Linked DNA regions of Hordeum vulgare: region 1 is linked to region 2. Evidence: chromatin contacts called from public Hi-C data. All regions are on one chromosome and are shown on one strand. Each heading gives the region's core, a stretch centred on a gene start, on an enhancer-like site or on the middle of the called end of the contact. The rest is flanking DNA. Distances are from core to core; before and after follow the strand shown. Region 1 has its middle 16 kb from the start of LOC123410114. Region 2 holds the start of LOC123411786 (aquaporin NIP2-2-like).

Evidence for each region. Hi-C and Micro-C count contacts between places; a contact is called where the count stands out from the background.
Region 1: a Hi-C map of leaf shows a contact between it and region 2, with 7 times the contacts expected there. The contact joins the enhancer-like site here to the promoter of LOC123411786 in region 2. A contact is called at or near these places in 2 of 6 Hi-C or Micro-C datasets (leaf and seedling).

What each region holds. Positions count from the first base shown.
Region 1 is chr7H:92,778,652-92,782,205 of MorexV3_pseudomolecules_assembly, forward strand. No RefSeq gene overlaps it. Among protein-coding and RNA genes, the nearest start is that of LOC123410114, 16 kb to the right of the region's middle. Within about 2 kb of position 1,345, at least 1 of the 3 cell types and tissues checked has open chromatin away from gene starts, as enhancers often do. A contact at or near this core is called in leaf, where this site is marked.
Region 2 is chr7H:92,279,874-92,283,773 of MorexV3_pseudomolecules_assembly, forward strand. It overlaps LOC123411786 (aquaporin NIP2-2-like), which reads left to right and starts at 2,346. Exons shown (of 5, transcript XM_045104750.1): 1 at 2,346-2,756; 2 at 2,848-3,072. The coding sequence starts at 2,589.

The DNA.
Region 1 (3,554 bases), core at 95-2,594, 500 kb after region 2:
AAAACAATGGATAGGCCATGTTTTTCTGTTAGTTGTTCAACGATGACATCCAAATTAATCACATAAGTATCCAAAGCTCATGAGTCATATCTTGATGTGTCAATATGCACCGGGTTGCTGCAAACAAAACAAAACAAACAAACAAAAAACTCCACTACACTGAAAGACAAAGCGGACATGCATGATCACTAATCGTGTGTGAACAATTTCTCCATGGCATGGGGGCAAGCAAGCACTTACCCCTGAACTTTCATTTTCATTGCCATCCAGACAAGAAAAAACAACACATGTGTGCACAAAACAAAGAGGAATATGCTGCCTACTCCATCAACCCATGCATGTCCATCATTGATCGGTGACGGTGACGGATAGAGATGCCATGCCGAGTATCAGGTATGGCCTCTTTGATTCGTAGAATTTTAAAAATGTATGAATAGAAAAAGTAGAGTCGGAGTGGCATGTTCACTTGAATTCTATAAGATTGGTAATGAGTGTTTGATGCCATAAAAAAACAAAAGAACTGTAAAACCAGGTTGAAATGGATGTTAGATTTTTTATAAAATATAGTATAAAAGATATCACAGAAAAAAATTCTATGGGATTCAATCTTATCTTTTACGAATCAAAGGACCAACATAGGAATAATTCTTAAAAATTTCAATCCTTTACAAATCCTATAAAAATCCTTTGAATCAAAGAAGCCCATAGCAGGGCAGGGAAACGGAGGGATAATGACGATAGATGCCTTTGTTGGAGCAAAAATATGTGGACGTCGATGGTAACGGTCTTTTGGGAAGGAGGGATGAGATGGGATGGCAACTCCCACGACATATCTAGGTATGCTTTGGAATAATCAACAGTGCTTCTGATCGCCTTGTTTTGAACCCAGTGCGTGCGTGTACAGCTGCGTGGCTGGTGGTGCGTCAGGAAGCGAAGCGTTTACGCAACATGCAAACGTGTGTTTCTGAACACATTTCATGGGTGCTGAGCATGGTTATTAGCTACCGTGGTCTTCTCTCGTCTGAGTTCACATTATCCTGGCAATGTTTTCAAGTTTTCGTCCTCCAACATACATAAATAAACGACTATGTTTCTTAGCGCGGTAGTTAAACCGTTCGCTTGCAAGCAACGCCAGTCGATCATGATCATGCATGCATGCATGCATGCATGTAACCTGGCTTCCTTTGGAAGTTTGCTTGCGTTCAGATTCGGTGTGTCACAGTTTTTATGAATTAATATGAGTTCTATCCGGTTCAACCCACTGAGCTTGCTTGTAGGCCAGACCGTCACTAGACCCACGCATGGACTTGTGGTGGAGGACGCCTGAGAAACACATGGGGCACGCACGACGTTAACACTTGGAGTCGCGCACACACAAAGGATCAGCTAAGAGCGTAGCCGGCCGGCCGGAGGATCGTCGAAAGGACGACCCGTCGCTGTAGGAACGATCCATCTCTCCGGCCGGCGTGGCACATGAGGTGAAACGTATCACGCCGCACTCCGGGTCTAGCCATGGCTAAAGGTTGTAGCGATCGGGGGGGCTACGTGGGCTTGGAATTCCGGGAGCTTTTCACTCGCCATCGATATGTCAGCGATCGTTAGTTGCTGTTGCTGGTGAGGTCTCAAGGTAATTAAGTTCACATGCATGGTATGTCTCTGTTGTTCCCTTGTAAGTTGTTCTCTTGTAAGTTGGTTTGCTAAGCATCGATCTCATCCTACTCCCTATATATGTGACTTGATATAAAGACATTTTTTGACATTGTTATGTACTCTAAAATCTCTTATAAAAAGTGACAGGGGGAGTATCATCTAGGGATTTGCTAGATGTAGGTCGCCTGAAAAACAAATTTGGATCAGTCTTCACACTGTGAGCCGTCGACTGCAAGATGGACGGCCAGATCAGCTTCTTCAACCTCCCGAAATGGTTACTGCTCATCTTCTCCAACCTCGAACCCTCGATTATTTATGTTTTCAGGCAACTTATATGTAATTTAGCTATTGTGATCATCTAGTATTTAATTCTGGCCGTTTGTTTCTGGTGTATCATATGCACCATGCACCAGGTGTCAGCATACAGAATCCCTTCCCTTTGGAGGAAACTTCATTATGAGGCGATGGAAAGTCCAAATGATGGATCGATCATTAGCGCACTATAGCGACAAGACTACTGAGGCTAGTCGTGCCGGGTCATATCTTATTAGAGTTGTGCAATGCATGTTTACCCAGGAGAGATCACTTTTAATATAATAATTTTGTCGGGTGTTTATAGTGGAGGTGGAACCCTTTTGTTGATCATCCGTATAGAATCTGGGGCGGTATTTTATGTGGAGGACGTGGAAAATCTTAATCTTTTCGCTTTTGTCTGTCAATTCTGACTGGATTTCACCCCGCGGGTGACTTGGAAAGACAGGGAGCCCATTCGCGGCCTTGATCGATCCACATCTTGTTTTTTATTTTTTTTATTTTTTTTATTTTTTGCGAAGAGATCCGCATCTTGTTGAACCCGACGCATGGAAAAATGGAAGGTAAAGAAAGTAGTACGGGCAGGAAGATGGCAAGTCCGGTACAATTCCGCTGGATTAAAAGCTGTGTCATCTGAGTTAGTGCGTTGATGGCTTAGCCACGAAAAAATGTCTTGGGCGATTTCGGCCACAGATTTGTGTGCTTTTCCAACATTTGGAGGGCCCCCAGTCTGTTGAGGTCGTATCTGGTGCAATCGAGTCGTTAAAAGGAGGCCATTGGCTTTACACCTGGTCCTTTGTGAAAATATGCAATTATCATTTTATAAAAAGTTATAAAGTTAGAAACATCCACAATCATGTGTCAATGATAGTGAAAGACTTTTTTCAGAATTAAGTCTACGCATGGCAGGGACAAACAAAAACAGACAGCTCCTTAGGAAAAGGAAACTCCAACGGAAGAAACATAGATAAATCTCTGAAATTTATCTATACTCTATACCTATACTAATAAAAGAAATAGATATTCTTAGTCCGTCTTGCTATTTTATAGAAACCCCCTCATGTTTCTAACATTAAACCTGTAGTACATATTAAATGTTTTTTAAAATACCCATATCTTCTAAACCGTAACTCAAATTTAACATATTATATATGAAATTTGATTAGAAAAATATGTAGAATTTGAATATGATGTTATTTTACATGTTAAACATTTAATAAAATAATTATCTAGGGTGCAATTTTAATAAATAATTCGTTTTTCGTTTTTCTTTCATAGCAGTACTAATCCCGATTGGGGATGAACACGTCAACAAAATCTGGATTGGAGATGAAAGTGAAGATCACTTGCCCGTTTCTCTATATCACTAGTGGGGACAGGGACTAAAGGATCCGTCTGGTTTGTTTTTTTTTGACCTGAAAAGGTAGATTTTTTTTTAAATTTTTTCAAATTTTATTTTTTAATATTTTTTATGTTTTATTTTAATTTTCTAATCTTTGAATTATTTGACAATTTAATCTCTAATCACCCATCCTCACTGCTCTAGCGTGGATCACTCATTTCAAATCGTCTAACTTCTCGGCCAATCACCC
Region 2 (3,900 bases), core at 1,096-3,595:
CACAATTGTCATGTACTAATACATTACTAGGATATGTTCCTAACATAATCAAATTATTTTGTAGACATGTTAGCAATTCATTAATTTTTGTTGTTGTGTGTATTACTCTATGATTCAAGGGGTTTTAAAGTTTCGGTCAACGCCCATTTCTATTTCTGTATCCGTTTTGTATTTGCTCCGTCTCTGTTTCCGGTAATATCTGTTTCGTATTCATTTTTGGGGTTTCTGGATTCGTTTTCACTTCTGTAAAATAATATGAAAACAAATGTGATAGCACTTAGTTTCGTCCGTTTCCGCTCCGTTTTCATCCCTACATGCGTCTATTGTCGGACGCTTACGGCGATGAAGACGGACACTCGACGGCTCCGTCGAAAGATCGCCAAAGACGCTCCCATTGAGCAGTCGAAGCGTGAGGCGGCGAAGGCAACGACGAAGGCGACTTGGCTGGCGAAGCTCAAGCGGAAAATGGCAGACCGTCTGATGGCTCAAAGAGCTCATCGTACTCTCCGACGACGAGAACAACAAGGACGTCATGTTAGACAACTCGGACGATCCCCCACCAGCCGCCGACTCCTACTGCTACGCCGTCGAAAGGAAGGGGAAAGGGCTGGCGAAGAAGTGGTGAAGATCCGCCTTCAAATTAATTTCAAGTTTTTAGATGTATAGTTTAAACTTCTCCATCGTTCATGTGCATTATTTGAACTTTGGCAGTCTTTTAAAGATCCGACGGTGATCTTTTGGTGAATCGATTATGCATTTCTATGTCCCGTTCATGATCTACGTATTTTTATTAGTATGAATATATGGGATCGGACATAAGATGCACATATGCGAATGACGCGATTTGAGGACCAGACAGTCAATGCATGCGAACGTGTTGTTTGAGGGCTCGGATTTGCTAGTCTGATTTGTGGATGCTTTAAATAGCATCTTCAGGCGCGTTTCGACCGACGTCTAAAAAATGGATTTACAGCGTGCGGCTAGCTTTTTTCAGTGCGCCGACGAGCGCCGGCTCCAACGGTCGCAACATATTTTAGCGCGTTCGCGACGCTCCAACAGACGCTGCAAATTAAAACATAAAACTAGTCCAACACGCTAAAAATATATGCATAGATTTGTTACATAGTTCAGCATATAGATAATAAACTAATGCAACAAGATAATATAGATAATAAAATCAATCCAACGCGATAATAAAACTATCATAGATAGATAAAACTACTCCGAGTCATCACTGTGGGTGCTGTCCGAGGTAGATAGCCATGCGTCCTCCCAACGTTCATCGTCAGAAGTGAAGATGGACGTCCCACAGTTGTTGACGACCACGCACTACGATATAGCGAGTAACTTGCGCCGACGCCTGTCATGCCACTCCTCACGACGCCTTGCCGTCCTCTTCTCCCAGAAGGCGTTCTCAGCGGCGACGTCCTCCGGGTGGCGCCGACGCCACTCCGCCATGGCTCGCTCGTCCTCCTCGGCGACGAGGTGACGGCGCTACAGCCGACGGTGCTCCTCACTGTCCTGATCTATTATCAAACGAGGCGGAGGGGCGAGGTCCTGGCCTACTCGCGTGTGTAGACATCCTAAAAGTTCATCTACACACGAGGCCTCCCTAGGTGCCACGCCGCCGCGTCGTACGCGCAGGCGGCCTAATGCGAGGTTTTGAAAGTGCCGAGGCCGGCACGGACGTCGCCGGACCTGATCTAGATGTAGTAGACACCGGAGCGGCGTTCGCGAACGCCGCAGTAGCCCGAGGATCCAGGGCGGCGCGGCGGCATGGTGGCAGAGGGAGCGGCGAGGGAGAGGCAGAGGACGCGTGGCTATGGGCAGCCGCGTGACGAGCGCCGTATTTACAGGCACGCTGAAAACGGTGTGCCAAATTTAACGCGCGGCCGCCCGCTTTCTCTCGCGCGTCTTATTTTCCTGCGTCCGATGAAGCGTGCGATTTCGCCCCACGGATTTGAATTAGCGCCGCCTGACCGTATTTCCCCTGAGTTAAAAGAAAAGATAGGAAATCTTGCTTTTCAGAGTTATCGTCTAAATTTTCAGTTTAGGCGCGTGCGTTTTTTACGCCGTTGATAGTATGCAAACTAGCAATACTAGCATCAGTAGAATTCGTTGCTTCCTGTCAGTTTTCAGCTGGCCCGTTGGCCGGTGCCCCTCAGGCAGATTGGCTGGCCGGTCTGGCCAGGCGGCCACAAACGCAAAGGCAGTGCCTGCAGTGGAGTGGCGCGCCTACCACCTGTCACCTCATCTCCTCGCCCCCTCCACCCCTCGCGGGGACGAGGACGACCCGCCTCGGCCTCCACCTATAAATACGCGCCCGCTCGCCGCAGAACAGAGAACAGGCAAGCAACCGAGCATAGCTCCATACCCACTAATCACACGCCTCATCTTCTCTTCCGGGCAGCTCCGAGCTGTATGTAGCGAGAGTCGACCACTGCTAGCTGATACAACAGCTTGCCGATCGATACCATATATCGTAGCCTGCCTGTGATCAAGAGATCTCCGGGATCAACCTCGAGGCAGAGGCAGAGGCAGAGGTAGAGAGGGAGGGTAGTCGACCTGAGATCAGCAGCCAACCAAAGATGTCGGTGACTTCCAACACGCCGACGAGGGCCAACTCGCGAGTGAACTACTCGAACGAGATCCACGACCTGTCCACGGTGCAGGACGGCGCCCCCAGCCTCGCCCCCAGCATGTACTACCAGGAGAAGTCATTCGCCGACTTCTTCCCTCCCCACCTCCTCAAGAAGGTGAGCAACCCGCAGAGTTCGATCGCCGGTCATGGTTTTCTACTAGCTCAAACGTGCCTGCCGCTGACGTTGATGTTTCATGTATGAGCAGGTGATATCGGAGCTGGTGGCGACGTTCCTGCTGGTGTTCGTGACGTGCGGGGCGGCGTCCATCTACGGCGCCGACGTGACGCGCGTCTCGCAGCTGGGCCAGTCCGTCGTCGGGGGCCTCATCGTCACCGTCATGATCTACGCCACCGGACACATCTCCGGCGCGCACATGAACCCCGCCGTCACCCTCTCCTTCGCCTGCTTCCGGCATTTCCCCTGGATTCAGGTACGGCGATATTACGGAATCAAACGCAGACACATATGCTTGTCCAGTAGGACTTGGTTATCAACATGAACGTGCAAATAAGAAATTGTCACGCTAACACCACTGCACTGCGGGTCAAATGCATGATCGGTGCAGATAATTAGTTAAGCTTGGCTAATAAAAAAGGATTTTATATGTAACATGTACAACTAGTCCTCAACAACTGAAAAAATAGAACTGTATCATAATTAATTCATAAAACGCATCTGGATCGGCCATCCAAGCTGGATACAAGAACATATCCTATATCCGAAATAGTACTCCCGTATTTAAGTAGCACAAGTTGGAGACTTGGAGTAGCCAAAGGGCTTCCCTAGCTAGCCGTGTGTATATTGGGTTATTCCGCCACATGGCATGTAGTGGCAGCAAACTAAGTCCAATACATGCATGCTGAACATGCGAATGATTGGAAAAAAATTCAGATCTACCCAACTCCCTCACACAAAAATAAACGAGGCATCTTGATGTAGAACTATTTCATGATTAGGGAAGAACATGGCTTACCCTGAAAGCTCTTGTTAATTAGTCTCCACTAATTGCAGCTTCCCCGGACCAACCAAGGGGTTGACATTCGCTGACTATATTGTACTTCCTCATAGTTGCTCCCGGGCAACCGTCCCAATTATTGCAGCATATTAAATAGCCTGCTGGAGTTTCTTAGAACATGGTCTAGCTAGCGGCATAATAAGCAAGTTTGAAAGCGGCGTCACATGACGAACTCGCTGCTCAAGTCAAGCGCACGGTATAAACTCGACGTTGATGTCGCGACTATATGTCCATATATTCAAT